Linked DNA regions of Mus musculus: regions 1, 3 and 4 are each linked to region 2. Evidence: chromatin contacts called from public HiChIP or PLAC-seq and Micro-C data. All regions are on one chromosome and are shown on one strand. The core of a region is the stretch at or near the end of the contact, and the rest is flanking DNA. Distances in the headings are between cores, read along the strand shown. Region 1 has its middle 77 kb from the start of Gm5464. Region 2 overlaps Gm30438 (a long non-coding RNA gene). Region 3 has its middle 51 kb from the start of Cdca2. Region 4 holds the start of Pnma2 (paraneoplastic antigen MA2).

What was found. Hi-C and Micro-C count contacts between places; a contact is called where the count stands out from the background. HiChIP or PLAC-seq counts read pairs in DNA pulled down with a chosen protein or histone mark.
Region 1: a contact with region 2 is called in an H3K4me3 HiChIP or PLAC-seq map of bone marrow-derived macrophages, with 4 times the contacts expected there. The contact joins two enhancer-like sites. A contact is called at or near these places in 1 of 39 promoter capture datasets (pre-B cells), 1 of 15 datasets of contacts at CTCF or cohesin (embryonic stem cells), 15 of 484 Hi-C or Micro-C datasets (Th1 cells, cerebellum, cerebral cortex and 9 more) and 2 of 115 datasets of contacts at active chromatin or transcription factors (the NIH/3T3 cell line and bone marrow-derived macrophages).
Region 3: a contact with region 2 is called in an H3K27ac HiChIP or PLAC-seq map of trophoblast stem cells, with 10 times the contacts expected there. The contact joins two enhancer-like sites. A contact is called at or near these places in 1 of 15 datasets of contacts at CTCF or cohesin (the NIH/3T3 cell line), 5 of 115 datasets of contacts at active chromatin or transcription factors (the NIH/3T3 cell line, embryonic basal ganglia, fibro-adipogenic progenitors and 2 more) and 1 of 9 other capture datasets (embryonic stem cells).
Region 4: a contact with region 2 is called in a Micro-C map of embryonic stem cells, with 4 times the contacts expected there. The contact joins the promoter of Pnma2 here to the enhancer-like site in region 2. A contact is called at or near these places in 3 of 39 promoter capture datasets (embryonic stem cells, hippocampal neurons and macrophages), 1 of 15 datasets of contacts at CTCF or cohesin (embryonic stem cells), 7 of 484 Hi-C or Micro-C datasets (the N1E-115 cell line, cerebral cortex, cortical neurons and 1 more), 3 of 115 datasets of contacts at active chromatin or transcription factors (the NIH/3T3 cell line, embryonic stem cells and forebrain) and 1 of 9 other capture datasets (pancreatic islet).

The regions. Positions count from the first base shown.
Region 1 is chr14:66,790,132-66,793,818 of GRCm38.p6, reverse strand. No RefSeq gene overlaps it. Among named protein-coding and RNA genes, the nearest start is that of Gm5464, 77 kb to the left of the region's middle. Within about 2 kb of position 1,843, at least 12 of the 459 cell types and tissues checked have an H3K27ac peak or open chromatin away from gene starts, as enhancers often do. A contact at or near this core is called in bone marrow-derived macrophages, where this site is marked.
Region 2 is chr14:67,186,278-67,189,986 of GRCm38.p6, reverse strand. It overlaps Gm30438 (a long non-coding RNA gene), which reads right to left. Exons shown (of 8, transcript XR_874742.2): 8 at 775-1,189. Among named protein-coding and RNA genes, the nearest start is that of Gm30806, 13 kb to the left of the region's middle. Within about 2 kb of position 1,851, at least 261 of the 459 cell types and tissues checked have an H3K27ac peak or open chromatin away from gene starts, as enhancers often do. A contact at or near this core is called in the N1E-115 cell line, the NIH/3T3 cell line, bone marrow-derived macrophages and 7 more, where this site is marked.
Region 3 is chr14:67,662,399-67,666,253 of GRCm38.p6, reverse strand. No RefSeq gene overlaps it. Among named protein-coding and RNA genes, the nearest start is that of Cdca2, 51 kb to the left of the region's middle. Within about 2 kb of position 1,978, at least 26 of the 459 cell types and tissues checked have an H3K27ac peak or open chromatin away from gene starts, as enhancers often do. A contact at or near this core is called in trophoblast stem cells, where this site is marked.
Region 4 is chr14:66,908,837-66,912,778 of GRCm38.p6, reverse strand. It overlaps Pnma2 (paraneoplastic antigen MA2), which reads right to left and starts at 1,571. Exons shown (of 3, transcript NM_175498.4): 1 at 1,486-1,571. It overlaps Dpysl2 (dihydropyrimidinase-like 2), which reads left to right and starts at 1,738. Exons shown (of 14, transcript NM_001378767.1): 1 at 1,738-2,337. The coding sequence starts at 1,996.

The DNA.
Region 1 (3,687 bases), core at 594-3,093, 400 kb after region 2:
ACAGCCTAAATAAGAGTCAAGCCTTCCAAAAGCTTTTTAAAAAATATTTTTATTTTATGTGTATGTGTGAGTGCCTGCATGTATGTATAAACACTCCATGTGTGCTGGTGCCCAGAGAGGTCAGAAGATGATGTCAGCATTGAAATTACAAGTGGCTATAAGCCACTCAATGTGGGTGCTGGCAGCTGAATCCAGGCTTTCTATAAAGGCAATGAAGACTAGTAACTGCTGAGCCATTTCTCTAACTCGAGTCTTATGTTCCCAGTAAATGACAAAGTTTGAAATGCATGGGTTCCGCCTTGGACATTTTTTTTTTTTTTGCTAAAGTCACTGTGTGTCATTGTTTGAGTGATATTATTAGGAGTCATGGCCTTATTGGAGTAAGTGTGGCCTTGTTTGAGAAAGTGTCACTGTAGGGGTGGGCTCTGAGACACTTCTTCTAGCTTCTAGTCTTCCCCAAGCAGCCTTCAGATGAAGATGTAGAACTCTCAGTTCCTCCTGCACCATGCCTGCCTGGATGCTGTCATGTTCCTGCCTTGATGATACTGGACTGAACCTGTAAGCCAGCCCCAATTAAACGCTGTCCTTTATAAGAGTTCCCTTGGTCCTGGTGTCAATCACAACAATGGAAACCCTAACGGAGACAGTGTGGATGGGCATGGGCTCTGTGGCAGTGCATGGATGTGCAAACCCAAGAGGCTAGAGTGGGCCACTCGCTATACTATGCCAGTGAAAGAGATGTGTAATGGAAGAAGCCAGGTTAGGAGATCTATTGCTGTGGTCACTGTGGGAAGAGGAACGCATCTAGAAGTTCAGCGTTGCCCCAAGTCTCTCATGAAGGTTCTTGAGGTTTAAACTTAGAAGAAGAATTGGGGGAAGGGGCAAGAGGTGTGTATGGTCACCGTCATGCATTGTCTGCCTGGCCACTGTTCCAGTTCAGGTTCTTCAGAATGGTTGAAAGGAGTCCTGATATTTATCATCACGTAGGGGGATCAGTCTGGCTCTTAGGAGATGTTTATTTCAGGATGCAGGCTTGCTCTACTTGATGGTTGTTCTCTGGGAAGTTGTAAGGAGCAGTCTGTCCTGAGAGGTTCAAGGTGACTGAACGTTTAGGATAATAACTGACCCCTGTTTTCAGACTGGAAGGGGGGTGAAGTGAGGCTAGACAGACAGTCCTTAAGTGATTGACATATCCATGTGCAGAGCTATACAGGTAGCCCGAGAGTAGAGGAGTCAGACACTGGATTGCACCCCGCATTTGGTTACCTGATGAGGAGTCAATGCTTTGTAGCAAAAACCGGTCTATGTTCTTGCTCACTGCTAGCCTAGCTCTGAGCTGAGGGTGCAGGATGCTCACGGAAGCTCTCAGCTTTGCCTTCTGAAGGGCGGCGGCCATGTGAGGTCCAGATGAGTTGGCTTATAAAATGTTCCAGGACGCATGCCAGACATAGGAAGTTTCCAGGGGATATCATTAGCCTTTGCTCTCCAGGTCTAGTGGGTGTTTAGCAGTCACATGATCTCATTCTATTTTATATGTGACTATCAGATCCTTGAGGACAGAAACACGTTTTATTCCTTGCCCGAAAGCACTTAACAGTTTCTTCCACTAACAGGTGCTAAGTGTCCAGGGGTTTACCTTATAAAACAGTGTGCTATCGAAAAACAGAAATACTGGCACTTCCCGGGTTTCCAGAATGAGCATCTTAGCCCTCAAGGTCATCCGGAGAACAACAGCCCTTTGCCTGGTGCCTTTAATTTCACTTTCACAGAGACCTGGTGGACAGAAGTGAGAGGTGTTGATTAGGGAATTCAGAACGAATGGCCCTTGGCTGTGCAGTGTGTGCCATTTGCCTGTAGATGGCGGCATTGCACGAGCCTGAGAGGAAGACAGCCAGCGCGCATGAGATTTCCGCTGCTCTGGGGCCAGCAGCTCCTAGCTGTGGGATCAAACAAACAAACAAACAAACAAAACAAACCACCACCACCAACAAAACAAAACAAAAAACTGGCGTTCAGGGACCTTGTTTGATCCAGAACTGGGTTGTACAGCTAAGAAGTCATCGAATGCATCAAGCCGTTTGGCTCAGAGTCTCAACTTGTTCTCTTAACAGGATGCATGCAATGCTACTAAGAATTTAAATGTAGGTGGGAAGGGGGGATTGGGATGGAGCCAAGAAAGGGAACAACATGATCAAAAATATATGGTTAAAAAAATTGTTAAGTGGCAAAAATGGTTAAGAACTGGTGATGTCCTGTGGCCACATATTCTCTCTCCCCTCCTTCCTTCCCTCTCTCCCACCTTCCTCTCCCCTCCTTCCCCCCCCCCGTCCCCTTCCCCTCCCCTTCCCAGTCTCCCCTCCCTCTCCTCCTTTCTCAGTCTTCCTCCTTAGTATCCCCCTTCTCTTCCTCTGTCTCCTCTCTTCCCCCTCTCCCTCCTTATTCTTTTTCCCCACCCCTCTCCTTCCTCCTCTTCCCTCCCAGTATTTTTCCGGTTCTTTTGAGCTGCACTGGGTCTTCACGCTTGTGTGGCAAATGATTAACCAATGAGCCGTCTCTTTTGTCTCGTAATGTATTTAATTTTTTTTCTTGGTCACCTAGCTGAGGAAGTTTGTTTGTTTTGGTTTTTTTTTGTTTTTTTTTTTTAAGTAAATTACTGTGTCTCATTTCTTTGAACAGTATGATTTTGAAATGAGGGTAGGTAAGGGTTTTTTGTCTTAAGAGAGTGGAGCATGTACATTTTAATGCACTAATAGTAAATGTCCTTTCAGATTTATCCATATCTCATATTTTAATGTTATTATAAGTTCCATTGTATACATAATCTTATGGATTAATGTTTACAACATAGTGCTATTTAATTAAAATTTTTTTTTTTTACATTTTATGTTTTGAAGAGTTATTTTATAAATATGAATCTTTTTTTTTTTGCCTGCATGTAATGCCTGTGGCTGCCAGAAGAGGGAGTCAGTTCCCCTGCACTGAAGGTAAGGCGGTTGTGAGCTGCAATTTTGAGGTTGGGAACCAAACCCAGGTCCTCTGAAGAAGAATCAAATGTTCTTTTTGGTTTGTTTGCTTCTTACGAGACAGGATTTTTCTGTGCTGCCCTGAAATTTTCTCTGTAGACCAGACTGGGTTTGAACTCACAGTGATCTGCTGAAGCAAATGTTCTTAATCATTGAGCTAGCTCCTTAACACCCTTATTTATTTGTGGTGTGTGTGTGTGTGTGTGTGTGTGTGTGTGTGTGCACGTGTGGATTTCAGAGGACAACCTTCAAAGCTGGTCCTCTCCTTCCACCATGTAGGTTCTGGGAGTGGAATTCAGGTCATCTTTACCTGCTGAGTCATTTCTCCAGTTCTATACATTATTTCTGTATACTGATCTTATAGTCCTGCTAATCTTCCATTACCTTTTCCCAAGCCTTCCTGGAATTGCATGTAGATGATCAGGTTGTCTACAAATGAAGGCATTTTTACTTATTTCTTTGGCATTGGTGCTGTCTCAGCCTTAACACATGGACTACATTTCCTAGAACATTGCTCAGAAGTGGATTGAGCTTATGCGCAAAGCATCCAGGCTCTGTGGATCCCCAGCATCTTTTGTAGACTATGTTTTACAGCCTGTAGATTGATTATAGCTTTTGTAGACTACACATAACAGTGTGGATTCATTGTATCCTTTTTTATCTT
Region 2 (3,709 bases), core at 602-3,101:
AAGATTTGGAGATTGACAGAAACGATGGTTTCATAGCATTCTGAATACAAGTCAGCCACTGATGTTGTTCACTTAGAAATGGCTAAAACGGTGCCTGGAATATTGTATAGATTTTGTTGTAATAAAAGCTTCATCTGGCTACGGTGATAAGTGCAGTTCCAGTTCTTGGGAAGAAACGGAGGCAGGAGGATTACATGTTTCAGGTCAGCATGGGCTCCATAGAAAGAATAAGGGAAGGAAGGAAAGAAGGAAAGAAAGGAGGGAGGGAAAGAGGAAGGGAGGGAGGGAAAGAGGAAGGGAGGGAGGGAAAGAGGAAGGGAGAGAGGGGGAGGGAGGGAGGGAGGGAGGGAGGAAGGAAGGAAGGAAGGAAGGAAGGAAGGAAGGAAGGACCTTCAAAAAACTTGTTTGTAAATAAAATGGAGCTGGTCCTAGCTCTGGACTATACAAAGCAAGAGTCTGTCGCAGAAAATAAGAACGGGGTGGGAATGGTAGCAAGAAATGAAGTAAAGGACGGTGGGAGAGAGAAAGGAGGGTCTTACAGAAAGTCCTTTATGTTTATAAATGGAATAGACCTGGTCCTAGCTCTGAGAGTTAATGCATGGCATTCACCTACACAAATGTCCAGCAGGATATCTGAAAAACCTCCTAAGACAATATGAACTATCCTACTAGATGTCCAGCATGGCGGGTCAGCGCCACTAAATGCCAGTAAGGCTCCCCTTTATTGTGATGACCAAAAAAAAAAAAAAAAAAAAAAAAAAAAAAAAAGCCCAGGTTCAAATTGCCTTCTAGAAAGCAGCTCCGCCCCTCTTGAGAGTTAGGAGGCAGGAAGTGAAGAGAGAGCCTAGGCGGCGCCTGGGTTCTGGCCAAGGGCGTGCCTGAAGTCCTGGGGGAGCACGGGGGCAGAGGGCTCTGTAAAGCAATCAGCAGAAACCCAGATCTCCGGTAAACGGATCTAGCTGGAGGATAGAGAGTTAAAGGGAAAGGGACACATGAACTACTCGGTGAGGTTTAGTCCTGTTTTTATCCTTAACAGTGTCTCGGTTTCACGGTCGCAAAGCTCATTGCGCTCCCCTGCCAGACGGTGGAGCTAGAGAGCCTCGTACAGATCCCGGTCCACTGGGTTCAGGTTTGAGGCAGGGCTGACTCAGCCCTCCACGGATGACACAGCAGGATCGTCGACTGTGACCTGCAAGCAACAGCTTCATTTATTAAATAATTAGCTAATTCTTTTTTTTTCCCATTTAACTTTATCGACCTATTACAGGTAGGGCGATGGCATTGGAAGGTTCAGACAGAAACCACTAAGATAAGACGGGACTCTGACCCTGACTCTTAAGCAAGAAATTAAAATCTCTTGCAATCTTCTAAGTGTCCCTAGGCAACACGCCCAGTGGAGCTGCCCTAGTCCCCTCCTCCTCCCTGCGGACAGCCAGGACTTCTACAGGAGGTGGAACACAAGCAGTCACGCAGTGGCTCCGCCCACTTCCTAGCCAATCACTGCACAGCCTTCTCCCTCCTTCCTGGAGGCAGGCACCCGAAGGATGTCGACGCGTTTAAACAAGCCATTTCAAAGGTTTAAGGGCTTGGGAGGTAGTGACTTCCACAGGATGCTAGAGGGTCCTGGTTGCAGTTGTGATTCTAAAGCTGGCACTGTTGGAAAAAAACGTAGTTGGTAGATAAGCTGGTGGAGGTGGATTGTTTACCTCCTGAGGCTCTGTGCGCACATCGCAGGCACAAAAAACGGAATGGAAAACCTCTATTGTCACCTTTTCTACCTCTTTGGAGGTGGGGGCAAAAGGCTACCTGATGCCAGTGTTGTTTGGTGAACCGTTCAACCATCCCTCCCAGCAGTTGCAGAACTCTACTTTCTGGACTCCTGGCAGCTGCCAGGCATCTCCGTGCCATATACTAGATTCTGGCCTGCAAGAGCCAAGTCTGGTTAGTCCTTGCAAGCTGAGCCCTTTCTGTACTGTAATCAATGCAATGGTGAGTCCTCTGGACTAATAACCAGGGCAACTACACCACCAACATCATCAACATCATCTTCACCACCACCCATCCACCCACACACGCTTTTACAGCATCTCACTCGATCCAGGCCACACCTGGCCAGGCAGGTGCCCTTGTTATGCCCATTTTACAGATAAGGAAATAGGAGGCTCAAGTCACCTGCCTGGAATGCAGCAGAACCACTCTCAGCAAATCCCTTACAAAGGCAACCTAATTTGGTTCACAGTTTAAAGGGGGGCGGGGGAGCCGGGATGTGTCAAGCACGGTGGGGAAGGCACAGCAGCAGGAAGGTAAGACAGCTAGCTGGTCCTGGGTATGAGTGCTTTGCCTGCCTGCATGTGGTTGACATGCATGCAGTGCCTGCACAGGCCAGAAAAGGGTGTCGGATCCCTGGAACTGGAATTAGAAGGTTGTGAATTGCCATATGTGTGCTAGCATCCAAACCCAGGTCCACATACTGCAACTGACCCTGGAGCTCAGTGCTTCAGCTAGTCTGGCCACTCAGCTTGCTCCGGGGATTCTCTGTCTCTGCCTCCCACCAGTGATGAGGTTATAGGCAATCGCTTTATCCACTGAGCCATCTCCACAGCCCCACACTTCAGCTATTTTAAACCGCCAAACCTTTGATACCTTTTTGTGGCAGCCAAGAGGACAGTGCCCAGCGGTGCTGCTGTGTCTGGGCAGACACCATGAGTCTGGATGTGGGAGTCTAAAAACAGCCACCATCCACTGTCAGGTACATGGAATGTTACTGTTTGCATGAAACCCAAAACCGGTGAGGACAAGAACAACAGATTGTTCTTGTCCTAGTTAGGGTTATCATTGCTGCGATCAAACACCACAACCAAAAACAATGTGGGGAGGAAAGAGTTTACCTGGCTTGCACTTCTCCTGCACTGTTCATGGAAGGAAGTCAGAGTAGAAAATCAAACAGGGCAGGAACCTGGGGGCAGGAGCTGATGCAGAGGTCATGGAGGAGTGCTGCTTGCTGGCTTGCTCCTCATGGCTTGCTCAGCTTGCTTTTTTCTAGCACTCAGGAGCTCCAGCTGAGAGGTGGCACCACCCACAAGGGTCCAGGCCCTCCCCTATGAAACTCTAATTATGAAAATGTCTTCCAGTCTTGGGCACAGCCTGATTGTATGGAGGCATTTTCTCAATCGAGGTTCCTTCCTCTCAGATACCTTAAGCTTCTATAAGTTGACATAAAGCAATCCAGGCAACTCCTCTCTCTTCCATCCTCCCAACCTCTTTCTTGTCTGTTTTGTGCCCAATGTCTGCGTGTGAGAGGGGTTTCTGTGAGGGAAGGAATAGAGAGTGGGGAGCTTAGGAGCAAGCCGTTAGTAACGAAAAGGAACTATGTGAACTTGAAGTGGTATCTTCATCTCTGCATGCCCTGCTCGACCACAGCATCTTCCTTTATGTATCTAGGCAGAAATAGAAGTAGTTCAACCCCAACAGTCTTAGCAGTCCTCTGATGATGCTTCAGAAGCACTTACAGCTGCTGCAGATGTCCTAACTGGTAGGCGCGCAACCATTACTTTAAATATAGTGTGCACTACACGGGCTATGACATCTGGTAATTTAACGTGCTGATAACAAAGTAAATATGTGACCAGTGTGACTCATGCTTAAACCGCCTCTTCTGTATGGCTTCCTTCCGTAATTCTATTACTGTTCATGCATTTAAAAGTCTCAT
Region 3 (3,855 bases), core at 729-3,228, 480 kb before region 2:
CTAAGTAATAATTGCCAAGAAGTGAGTGCAACAGGATTTGAGTTGGCATATCTGCCTTGAGTTGAGAGGCATATTAAAGGGAAGGGGGTCTCTCCAGCTCCTTGCTCTGGGTGCTAGCTTGCTACCAGGAAACTCTGAGAGAGCTAGAGACTTCTAGAAGAAATTAGCCTCTCAAATTTGAGAGAAAGCCACTCCTTTCTCTGACAGCTTCTTGAAAGACACTTAGAGATTTATCTTCTTAAAAATTTAGGGGGATGAGAGATGTTTCAGCTGGTGACGCACCTAGCGCAAAAGTATAAGAACCTGAATTTAGATCATGTAAACTGGGCACTGGTACATGTCCCTAACCCAACCCCAGTGCTAAGGGACAGACAGAAAGATCCCAACCCCCGTGGCCATCCAATTTAGCCAAATTGGCCAGATCAAGGTTCAGTAAGAGAGCATATCAAATAATAATAATACATGATGATGGTGATGATGGTGATGTGGAGATAATAGAGGCACCTAATGCTGACTTCTGGCCTTCACACAAACACATACACCATACTCTTCCACAAGCAAATGTGTACAGTATTCTCCTGTGCAGCATAGGGGAATGCCAGTTAAAAAGTTTTAGGATGTATTATTTCGTTCTTGCAATTTGGAAGACTGTAAACAACCCAGCAATTGTATATAACTGGAATGGTGGAGATGAGAAAAGAACCAGGTCCTGCTCTTCCAGTTGTGTCGTTTAAATATGAGCAGACAGCCAGTGAGCCGGGGTCACTCGCCCTAGGTTGCACAGCTTCTAAGGGCACAGGCAACCAAAGTCTCCTGATCGGAGGGCACTGTTTTCCCCTCTCTGTGCTGCATATGTGTGATCTCTGATATTTTAGGTCTGATCATTGATACGCCCAGCCACCAGTTTACTGCTGGACAGATTGGAAGAGAACATTAAAAGGCTGTGCTAGGAGCTGTGTCAGTTACCCCTGTCCCCATAGTGTAGAATCAACAGGTTCAACACCCCTGGAACAGTCATGGGGGCAGGAGGAGGGGCAAAGGTAAGATCCACCACTGTGTTATTTCTACAGTGTTCTCCCCTTAGCACAGCCGTAGGGTTTTTCTCTTAATAGTGTGAGTTTAAATGATGTGATAAAGCATGTGAAGTTCCTAGTTCAGTGCTTGGCGTGCGGCAGAGATTTGGGTTTTTTTTTTTTTTTTCAGTTTGATATAACTTCAGACTGAAAAAGAAAAAAAAAAAAGCTAAAAGACAAGCACAAATAAAGAGAAGTTTGAGCTGGAGAGATGGCTCAGTGGTTAAGAGCACTGACTGCTCTTCCAAAGGTCCTGAGTTCAAATCCCAGCAATCATATGGTGGCTCACAACCATCTGTAATGAGATCTGACGCCCTCTTCTGGTGTGTCTGAAAGCTACGATGTACTTACATATAATAATAAATAAATCTTTAAAAAAAAGAGAGAGAAGTTCACCCGCAGACATTATCATTTTACTGATGGCTTTGTAGAGGAGTGATGGCTGATAGATAAATATAATGGTAGACAAAGAAAAATAGACACTTGATTGAGAGAAGTCTGTCTTGACAGGAGGCAGTGGAGCACGCTTTTAATCCCAGCACTCAGGAGGCAGAGGCAGATAGATTTCTGAGCTCAAGGCCAGCTTCGTCTACAGAGCAGGTTCCAGGACAGCTGGGGCTACACAGGGAGACCTTGTCTCAACAAAACAAAACAAAACAAAACAAAACAAAACAAAACACAACAGGAAAAAAAAGTCTCTGTCTTTACTGATGTAAACCTTTGATAATAGGGGACTTAGTGCATCCATCCCGATAAATTCTTGTCTCCTGAAGTCTCATCCAGCTCTAGAGGTGACTATTTGATTAGAGCAGCGAAAGAATTTGTAGCATTCCAATAGTGTGACTGGGACTCAGACACAGCCCAGCCAGCTTTAACTGAACACGGAGTAGCGTCACACCCAATGCTAGATGCTTTGGGGAAAACAGTCTCACATGTTTCTCTCTACAGCGGCCGAGGCAGGTTTAGTAATCCCTCCATTTCAAAGATCGGAGCAATTAAACTTGAAGACTTTGTATACTGCCAGAAGGACCTTAGTGAAGTGGTAGAAATGGGATTTGAACCCAGATCCTTGGAATCTGGTCCTGGTATTCTTTCCAAAACAACGTGGATACTGGTAATGCTTTTTGCTGCCTAATTAATTGACAATCACACTCTATTCTTGAAATGAGCTAGCATATCACTCAGGGTGAAGTGCTTGCTTAACGTGGATAAAACCCTGGATTCAAATTTCCAGTGCTGCAAAATAAATAAAAAATGTTAAACTGGAAGGAAAACAAGAAGGGCCCTAACCCTGAGTCAGTGCACACCAGCCCCAATGCCAGGCTGCCACACCCTTGAACTCTTGTTGTATTGGTTTTCCTGGTTCTTCTTAATTCTGAAGTTCTGGGCAGAACTGTTTCAGTCTTACCACAGTACTTTCTCAGAGTCCCACCGCTGGCTGCAGAACAACTCTTATCTCGAGATAACTTTGAGTCAAGTTCATACTTGAAATAAAGGTTTATTTCCCCAGGGAGTGCTGACGGTATTGTTGACACTCCAGGCAGTGGGACTTCCCGTTCTCGGACCTGGAGGTGCTGGCCCACCTTGGCCTCTGCTCAGAGAGTGGGGGTAATCAGAGCTGCCAACTGATCTCTGCATTTCCACTGATCTGGCCCAATCCTCCTGTGCCTAAAGACAGAGAACAGCAGTAGGAACACAGTTTATTGCACTGATATAGCCTTTGGGGAGTTTCAAGTGCTGCAGAAATCTGGCAGGACTCTTCTGGAATCAACATTAATTCTACTTCAATCTAATCCTGTGCTTGGATCAGCAGTCTTAGCTATCAGTTACATGAAAATTCAATGGGAAAAGAATTTTAACTCAGAGCCTGTGAACTTGATGAACTTCAAGTAGCTTGGGAACCACTGATTGGTCAAGCTGAGAAAGGCACCTGGGATTATTGGGGGGCTGGGGGGTGATCTGTTTCTATGAAGTTTAAATGTGGAAATGCTTCTATACAGAGGCCCAGACCTCCAGGTATAGGTTTAGACTGAATTGAATTTGTGTGTGTTTTGTTTTGTAGGGGACAGGGTCTCATGTATCCCAAGCTGGCTTTGAACTTGCTCTGCACCTGGGGATGACTTTTGGTCCTGATCCTCCTGCCCCCACCTCCCAAATTATGGGATTGCCACCCTGGTTTATGCTGTGCTGAGGACCAAACCCAAGGCTTTTTGTTTGCACTCTACCAACTGAACTACACCCCAGGCCCCTGGACTGCATGCAGATCCCAGTGGCCCTGAGCAAGGGAATCTCAACTTCATCATTTGAAATTATATCGATGTTTCTGTTTAAGGGGTGTCAGCAAGGAACCTAGGATAAACCCTGGTCCTTAGAAAAGTCTCTTACTTTGTGTTTGGAGAAATGGCCTACGGGTTAAGAGTGCATATTGATCTTTCAGAGGACCTGTGTTTGAGTACTCCCGGTGCTCACATGAGGGGCTCGACAGCCACTTAGAACGCCAGCTTCAGGGAGAGGCATCACCTCTGATCTCCATGGACACACACAAACCCACACACATACATAGAATTAAGAAAATTCTCATACTATGTGTCCCCTTTCCCTTCCTTCCTTCCTTCCTTCCTTCCTTCCTTCCTTCCTTCCTTCCTTCCTCCCTCCCTCCCTCCCTCCCTCCCTTCCTTTCTCCCTTCCTCCCTTCTTTCCTTTCTTCCTTTCTTCCTTTCTTCCTTTCTCTTTGTCAACTTGACACAAACTAGAGAGGTCTGGGAAGAGGACCCCCAGTTGA
Region 4 (3,942 bases), core at 322-2,821, 280 kb after region 2:
GGCCTATAGGATAACCTGTTGAAGGAACCAGGCTCTTGGGGCAAAGGCCTGGACAACTAGACACATGACTTTAGGCGTAATGACTCATAAACTGGTGTCCTAACTTGGAAGGCAGGGAGGATGAAAGACCTCAGGGCTTTAGTGTGGCATTGACAATTCCAATGGACACTTTATAAGAAAATTCCAAGCATTTCTGGTGCTAAGGTCCATAGGCCCTCCTTTCGGCTCCTACAGGATTGTGTGTGTGTGCGCACAAATTATGACTCCATCAATCAAGCTATCTCGGGCAACTGGGGGCGTTGATATCTGCAAGCAATCGTTACCTAAGCAAAGGCTGACAATGGGACTGATTTCTTGGTCACAACGCCCTGTGAGAACACGCTGCAGTAAACTGCCTCTCCTAGACCAAACCCATCCATCTTAGTGAGCATGCTCAGATCTCGCTCCAGAACCCCTAAAGGATGGGCAACACTTTTGCAGCTTTCAGCCACTCTGGAAAAACAGGAGGGGCTTAAATGCAACCAAGCCAGGACCAGGAGGTGGGACTAAGCAAGGAAAAGCCTCGAACCTGGCGGTCGTGGCTGAACCGTGTGCACGCGCGCACACACTCCAAATCCCCACACTTTGGCTGCCCACAACTCACACAGCATGTAACCCTCCCCTGAACAGCAATCTACCTCTACCCTCCATGCAAACCGCTGCGGCCCTAGAGAAGGAACATCTGGCAAACTCCCGGGCCTCCTGCGCAGCGTGCAACAGGGGCGGGGAAGCTAGGCGGGGCGACTTGAAAGCAAGATGAGTGTGCTTCAGTCTGCTTAGTCCCCAACCATTTTCCGTTTTGGGTGTGTGTGTGTGTGTGTGTGTGTGTGTGTGTGTGTGTGTGTGTGTGTTTTGAGGGATTGGAGATATCAAATCCAGGACTCTTCTGAGCCTTTTCTGAGGCAATGGCTGATGTGCAGGGCATGGCCTTTTCAGATGATGTTACGGGTCCCCAGTTTCTATGCTGAAGCGCAATCCTCAGTCTGCATTCTTTACTATGCCCCCCCCCCCCCCCCCCGCACCGCAGGCTTGCTGCTTTCTCCCCCGGTCACCGCTTGCATTTGCTATGCTCCTCTGCTTTTTCGCCCCCGCCATGTTGTGAGCCCCACCTCCCAACCACAGGGGCTGCAAGCAGGGAGAACATTCTCCTTTCCTTCTGCTCCTTGCAGTGCGCGCCCTGGCGCCCAGGTCGTGGGTAAACTGAAGCATTGGTGCCGGATACTTGGTTATCCCGGAGTAGACTTTGCTGTTTCCAGGGTCACCCCTGCCCAGTTTCCAAGAGCCTTCAGGCTTGAACCTTGGCTCCCTCAACCCTCAGCTCTCACCCGAGGCCAGGGGAGCCCCAGGGCCACCTTAGCAATGCAGTGAGGCAGGTCGGGGAGAGGGGCTCTGGACTAGGGTCTGAGCCTTCGGGTCCTTGCCCGGCTATAGCTATCCGACACTCACCCTGGCGCCGAGAGAGGTCTGTCGGGCGGCTGCCGCGCGTCCATTAGCGGGTGGAGTGTCCGCTTTACTTCCGGGGCGCAGGCTCCGGGCGCCCCCCACCCCCTCGTACCCTCCCTTCTCCGTCTCCTCCTTCTGGGTCCTCTCCCTCCTTGTCCCCTCCCTCCTGATCCTGCGTTCCTCCTGCCCCGCCCCACTCCGCCCCGCCCCGCGTTGCCGGGAACTGGCATCCTCTGCCGCAGCGACCGCCCGCTCAGATCCAACTTTGCTCGGAGGTGGCGTGGCGGCGCCGGGGGGCGTGGGCAGGGAGGGAGAAAGCGGGGTCAGGAGGAGGGACCGCGAGGGGTGGGTCGCCGGTTCGCCAGCTCTCCATCCTTTCTGTGCACCTTGCGGTAGGCAGGGAGAGGCAGCCGCGGCGGCAGCAAGAGGCTAGTGCACACCCAGCTAGGGAGACTTAGGAAACCACGGACGGACGGACGAACAGACAGGACCTTCCCCAGCGCCCCCTGAGCCATGGCCGAGAGAAAGCAATCTGGAAAGGCAGCAGAGGACGAAGAGGTCCCTGCCTTTTTTAAAAACCTGGGCTCCGGCAGTCCCAAGCCGCGGCAGAAATTCTGCGGCATGTTCTGCCCTGTGGAAGGGTCCTCGGAGAACAAGACCATCGACTTCGACTCGCTTTCAGTGGGCCGGGGCTCGGGGCAAGTGGTGGCTCAGCAGCGCGATGTCGCCCACTTGGGCCCCGACCCGCACCGGCAGAGCCGGCGTGCCAGTGGGGAGCCATCTGTTGAATCGAGCCGGAAGGTGGAGATCCGGCGGGCCTCGGGCAAGGAAGCCCTGCAGAACATCTATGATCAGGTTGGTATGGGGGTGGAGGGTGGGATCGGAGCGCGGGGCTGCCCCCTGGCTTGTCGCGGAGGACCGAGCATCCCCGCGTGGCAGCCAGCACCAGCCAGCACGCGGCACCAAGAGCTCTGCCTCCCGCATCTGCACGCGCACCGCGCCCTGCCCACCCCTTCACCGCGCAGGGTGCGGCGAGGCACGGGTTCGCCAGTGGGCGTTTGAGCTCCCACAAAGGCTGCCCTAGCCTCCTTGTCCCTGGGAGGTGGGGAACCCGCGTCAGGGACCAGCTGATCCCCGGGCTGGAGGCGTCGAGTGGCGATTGGGGTGGACCACTGTGCTGTTCTTAAATCCTCCCGGGCGGCATCCGATTGCAGCTGCGGCTCAGAGCCCCACCCTTTTTTGATGCAGCTCAAAGAGAGCAGTGGAAGGCTGCAGTGAAGACTAGAGGATTCCCTTGGGGTCTGTAGGGACAAGGGCTTACATGGCTACTCAGTGTGGCAAGGTCCCCGCCTCTAGTGCGCTCAGCACCATGGTTCTGAGCTAGGAGGTCAGGACCACGGCCAGCGCCCGGAGCCTCTTACCATTGCCTGGACTGTGTTCAGCAGCCAGTGAAGAGTCCGGGAGGTTGTGATGTCACTGAGAAAAGCTAGATAGCCCATGTAGAGAACAAAGTTCTGCTAAGTGTCTCGGCAAGGGCTTCTCAGAGCGCTTCCCCAGCGCTGTAAGGGAAGCACTTTGGGAATGGGGAGAGACTACGCGAATTATATTCAAAGAACTAAAAAGGAAAGGAAAAATGAGGGTGGGAAGGGAGGACTCACATTTGAAGGCAAGACTCCCTGATTGTGTTAATGGTGAGACAAAGAAGGCTAGCTTGGCTATCCTTCGTCAAGGAAAATGTTTGACATGGTCCAGTAATCCCCAGCAGGGCACGTTTCAAGCCCAGGGGTCTTTTCACACACATTTCCCTCCATTTCAGGGTGACATTTATGCTCGTATAATATTTTTTCACAGCTTTAATGCCTCAACTGATCGTTTACACTGCACAGCGTCTTACGCTTGGTTGCTGCTTCTCTCCCATGCTCGCGGTGAAGATAAGAAACCAATCTATGAATGACTTTATATTGAATCCTGTGTGCCTTCCCTTCTAGGGCAAGAGGAAGGTTAGTCCTAAAGGCGCTTCCTTTCAGACAGCCACTGGAGAAGTTGGGGGATGTTCTGCACATGCTCACTGGGGGCTTGCCCAGCATTCAGGTTGTGTGCTACAGAGAAATCCTCAGAGAACAGCTCTGGGGGCAATGGTTGGGGCACAGCTGCCCGCTTTCCTGACACAGCAGAGCAATCTAGTTTTTTACTTTCTTTAGAATCACTTCTTGCCAAAGGAGGCAGCAGAGGTGAGGAGACTATTTCCTTTATTTATTTATTTATTTATGTATTTTTATTTATTTATTTTTAAAAAATATTTATTTATTATATGTGAGTACACTGTTGCCGTCTTGAGACCCACCAGAAGAGGGTATCAGATCTCATTACAGATGGTTGTGAGCCACCAAGTGGTTGCTGGGATTTGAACTCAGGACCTCTGGAAGAGCAGTCAGTGCTCTTAATTGCCAAGCCATCTCT